Linked DNA regions of Zea mays: region 2 is linked to region 1. Evidence: chromatin contacts called from public Hi-C data. All regions are on one chromosome and are shown on one strand. The core of a region is the stretch at or near the end of the contact, and the rest is flanking DNA. Distances in the headings are between cores, read along the strand shown.

What was found. A called contact is a pair of places that touch in the nucleus more often than the background predicts.
Region 2: a contact with region 1 is called in a Hi-C map of tassel, with 4 times the contacts expected there. The contact joins the promoter of LOC100279280 here to the promoter of LOC103635288 in region 1. A contact is called at or near these places in 4 of 25 Hi-C or Micro-C datasets (ear, endosperm, leaf and 1 more).

What each region holds. Positions count from the first base shown.
Region 1 is chr8:64,921,543-64,924,147 of Zm-B73-REFERENCE-NAM-5.0, reverse strand. It overlaps LOC103635288 (programmed cell death protein 5), which reads left to right and starts at 1,289. Exons shown (of 7, transcript NM_001352153.1): 1 at 1,289-1,501. The coding sequence starts at 1,499. It overlaps LOC100191935 (VIP1 protein), which reads right to left and starts at 659. Exons shown (of 1, transcript NM_001137359.1): 1 at 1-659. The coding sequence starts at 629. The coding sequence ends at 21.
Region 2 is chr8:65,328,548-65,331,152 of Zm-B73-REFERENCE-NAM-5.0, reverse strand. It overlaps LOC100279280, which reads left to right and starts at 1,320. Exons shown (of 15, transcript NM_001152301.1): 1 at 1,320-1,471; 2 at 1,630-1,699; 3 at 1,903-2,000. The coding sequence starts at 1,382.

The DNA of each region.
Region 1 (2,605 bases), core at 40-2,539:
CCGCGCAACGGACCACCAGATTACCTCTTGAGGTTGAACAAGACCACTGCGATGCCAGCCGTGGCAGCTGCTCCAGCAGCCGCGGCAGCCACCAGTGCGGGAGGCACCACGCCCTGATCCTTAGGCGTCCCGGCCCTGGCAGCAATAGAATCACATCCCTCTTCCACGCCCTTGCCCTCGGCAGTGGCGGAACCCTTCAGGGTCTCGATCTCCTCCTCGAGGGCGGCCTTCTCCTGGTACGCGGTCTGCAGCTGGTCCCCGAGCCGTGCACCCCTGCGCATCTCCTCCTCATGGCTAGCCTTCTCCGCGGCGAGGAGATCCTGGAGGCGCTCGACCTCGCTGCGGAGCGTGGCGGCCTCGCTCTCGTTGGTGGCAGCACCTTGCTCGGCGGCGGCGACCTCCTCGCGGGCCTGGGACACGAGAACCTCAAGGCGGCGGGACTCGGAGGACAGGAACTGGTTCTCGTGGCGCACGGCATCGAGCTTCTCCTCCAGGTCGCGCTTCGCCGCGCGGAGGGACTCGATCTCGTCCGCCGCGTCGTGGAGCTTGGGCGTGCCGTCCCCGCCGTTGGTGGAGAAGTCCGCGGCGGCGGCGGTGGGGGAGGCGAACGTATCCTCGCCGTTCTCCATCGGAAACCCTCCTCCTCAGTACTCACCCTCTCTCGCGGCGGCGCGGTGGATGCGGTGCGAGAATGGAAATGGGAATAGAAAAAAAGATAGAGAAGGTGTGGACTGTGGAGAGAGAGGTACCTTTGGGCCCACCTGTAGGCCAGCGAGATGCTGCAATATCAGATGGTAATGGGTACCAAAACCGGAACGTGTTTTACCCGATATATAAGCGGCTATAAGATAACTTTTATACCACAGGTACATTAGTAGACAACAATCTCTACCCATTAGGTAACGGATACAGGTGGATACTATCCATACTCGCATACCATGTATAGAATATATATGTATATTATTATTATTATTATTATCTAATAAAATCTATCTTAGTTAAAATAAAAACCTTCTTTGACTATTGTTTATTTACTATCAAGTTATATAATTATATGGTTTGTTATATTTTAAGATAAACTTATTTTTTATATTTATTTGATATTTTGAATAATCAAAATATTATAATTTGATATCTTCTTAGCGGGTACTAGGTTATCCGACGGATAAAATTACCCATACAAGTATGAGTATATGAGTATAGGTAGATTTTATACTCCGTGCGTATATGGATAACTAACCGACGACAGGTATGTACACATTGGCATCACGGCTCTCACCAAAGGAATAAGGGATGTCGATGTTCCGATCGGACGGCGTGGAGAAGGGACTTCAGATCGGATGGTTGAGATAAGACGTTGGGGTTCGGCGTTGCACACACGCGGAAAAGAAGAAGCTCGATTCGCTGTTTTCTGCCAGAGCACACCGTGGACGCCGTCCCCGCTCAAGTGAGGTTCGGAGCTCAGAGCCTTGCGATCTCTCGGCTGCGCGCGCGCAAGATGGTGAGATTGGCGCTGTGATTTCCATTTATTCTTGGTTGCGAGGATCTGTGGCCTTCTGTCTGTGTTTGAATCTTAGGGTTTAAGTTCTGTTTTAGTGGGAAGATCACGTATCTGATGGGCTGCGGTCTGCGATTCCCCTTTGTGATGAGTTGTTTGATTACTTACTCATCCTGATCCCTGTTCTTATGCTTAATGCCTCGCTCGGATTCATTCCCTACTGGTTTAGTTGTCTGAGAAAGCACAAGGAGACCTGCGCCCAATCTAGTTTAGCACTCTAGACTGAGCAGTTGATGTTTTGAATACCTTTGTCATTGTTCTGGTTCAAAGTCCAAACGATGAAAATTACTGAATAACGGGGAAAATTTAGTGGTTTTGCGAGCTTTAGAGATGAGCTGGAGTGTTGTTATTTGAAGCTGCTCATGCAAGCTTCCTGAGAGTAATTTTGAGGCTCGTGTTCCTTTCATACCTTGTCGTGTTGTGTGTGCCATGTTCATATCTGGTACTCTCTTCGTTCCAAATTATAAGATGTTTTGACTTTTTTTAGATACACTCTTTTTACTATGCATCTAGACATAGTGTATAGCAAAAGCTATCGATTAGAAAATACCAAAACATCTTATAATTTGGAACAGAGGCAGTATCATTCTGTTAGGGTTGGAGGATTCCTTCCATCTCTTCTGTCGTGTTTTGTGTGCCTTTATATCTTTTTTTTTCTAAAACGAGCAGTAGAACTTCGCATTAAATATATTAAGAAGATAGAAGAAACAACAATGGTCTAAAGAAGACCAGAGTATAGTGTAAAAAGCAAAAGAAAAAGGAAAACCCACCTTACGGTGGCCAGAAACAAAAATACACATAAACATTTTATAGAAGACAGCCAAAAGACGTCAACAACTGCCCCTAAACTAAGGCCAGATGGTGCACAAATCTTTGGCACCTGCCAGACACAACCTCTGAGCATCATCTTTGATGTTCTGTATAATTTGGTTGCCACTAGGAGCATCCCCTTCAAACACACATTTATTCCGCTGCTTCCAAAGCCACCATGCCACCAACATCACAAGGGAGTTAATCCCTTTGCACAGCACATGAGGGACCTTGCCC
Region 2 (2,605 bases), core at 71-2,570, 410 kb before region 1:
AACTTCTCTCCCGTTTTCATATCCGGAATAGTTGGAAACGGAAACGTGAGCGAGATAAACGAAATTGAGAAAACGAACAAAAACAGAAATACTAACAAAAACTTATAATTTAATATAAATAAAAAATAAAAATGATATTGATGTTTGACTAGTATTTGATTAGAAGAACAATAACATAAAACAAATAGATATAGAGACGCAACATTCTATTGTTGTTTGATTGCTAATGGTGTACATTTAGTTACATCCGATATTGTTTAAGACTTTAAACCATTTGTCATTGAAAAGAGCCGATGATTACAATGGCCACTGGTGTTATAATTTGTCACCTAAAGACACGAGACTTTAGTTTATATACTATGCATATTAGGCTCGTCCCATATTTATCAAATACAGAATAAATACGGATAAAATCCGGATAAAAACAGGATCCCGCAAAAACGGACGGAATAAACTCTCTTCCGTTTCTGTCCCGTTTTCATATTTTTTAATATACAAAAACGGTCGAATCAAATATAGAAAACGGTACAGATCGGGACGAGATTTTATCTGTCCGTTCTGACACAGAGGCATGAGGCCATAGAATACGTTTTTTTCCACATGAGACACTTCACTTCTTTGGATTCGTCCGTGTATTTCTTTGGAGCATACACTGAAACTATCGTGTACACGTATGGTTTTTGATAATCACGACAATCAGAGAACTGATCTTTGTTCTACGCGTTGTGAATAAAAGATAGATCTAAGTCCACACCTGAATGTTTAGCGAGTTGGTCTATCATGAAAAGAATAATGATAGCCATAGGTGACCATGTGCTTAACATGCAAGAAGAAAAAAAGTAAATGTTTAAAATGGATGTATAATAAGCTAATATATTTTGTCTTACCAATCAGATTGATTTGTTATTTGAATGTTTGATGTTATGAACTAAAATTTAGTCAGGAACAAACAGCCATCAGCGTTGAATGCCATGCCATAAAGGGAAAAACATTTTATGTTAGTTCAAAGGAGTTTTTTTTTAATGCGAATAGGCGTCGGGCGTCGCCTTCCTCAAGCCTCGAACCTTCCGCTCGTAAACCGCCCTCGAGCGGTCGAGCGGTCGAGCCGCACCCGCTCTCGTACTCGTAGGCAAGGCAACTTCGCAAAACGGCAAAAAGGCAGCCACGCCTTGTTCATTTTTATTTTTTTAATCTCCTCCCGTCGGCGAAATTTTACACGCCAGCAAAACCGCCCTGAGGATGAAATAGAAAAAACCCCAAACAAGCCCTAACGCGTCCCCCGGAACCAGAACAAGTCCAGTCTGTCCAGAAATACATTAGAAAAAAGAGCCAAAGAGGAGAACACCGGCCGGCGAGGTGGACGAAGCGGCCCGCCGAGGAAATGGCGTCGATGCAGAGCTGGCGCAAGGCCTACGGCGCCATCAAGGACACCACCACCGTTAGCATCGCCAATCTCAACTCCGACTTCAAGGTGTGCCTTCGATCCGGTATCTTTCCCCCCGATTTTCCCGGATTTTTTCCGACCTATGTTTGGGCAGTTCCTTCAAACCCTAGTCTCCAGTGGTGTGCTGCGGCGCGGGAGCATGCTCGGATCTGCTGGTTTTGATTGGCGTCTACTCGCTTTTGTAGGATCTGGATGTGGCGATCGTGAAGGCGACTAACCACGTGGAGTGCCCGCCTAAGGAGCGACACCTGCGCAGTGCGTTGATTTGTTCTTATACCCCGTGTTTCCGCGTATCTAGGCTTCGGCCTAATTTAGTGTTTTTCTATTGGGGGCGGGCGGAATTAGATCGTGCCTATAAGTGGCGAGGGGAGGCTCTGAAGGGGGGAGGGAAGGGCGTGCGTGCTTTTGGGTTCGTGCAGTGTTTAATGATGGTTGATTGTTGCGTGGTGGTATCACAGGGGTTGTTGCAGCGACGTCCATCACCAGGCCTCGGGCAGATGTCGCCTACTGCATCCACGCGCTTGCCCGCCGTCTTGCCAAGACCCGCAACTGGATCGTAAGTTCTATGCCTGAATGCTATTTTTCCTTGTTGGTGCTTAGTCTTGAGATTTAGTTGTTTTTGGATGTAATTTTAATTGGACATTCTCTTTGCGAACATTCTGCACACAATCATGCATCGTATTAAGGAGATTTGGGTTATACTCTGGATGATATATTTCCCTGATGGGATATGGAATATCTGTTTGAGTTGATTGTAAGCATGAACGAAGCCTTGATTCAAATAGAATGCAGAGCATTGGGTGAGTAAGTGTGAACAATTGACTTGATTCAAATGACATTACAACACACAGTATGCTGCTTGTTAATTGCGTCCAGCCAGAAGATTGATAAGGCTAGCAAGAAGGGATTTGACAGTGCTGTCATTTAGGTGCTTGAACATTATGGATTCACAGAAACAAGTGTGTCTTTTATGGCGCTTCCCCCCTCTCTCAATGGCTATCTGTATTTTATATTGGAGGAGATGAGAATTTGGGGCCTTGGCTTGGAGGTCGAAAGCTTCAGGAATTGTCATAGGTCAGGGGCTAGGACTAACCTGATTAGTGCAGGCTAGGGTCATTCTTCGGATTTTTCTTTCAGGTGTTTGTGGTTCTTCTAGTGCTA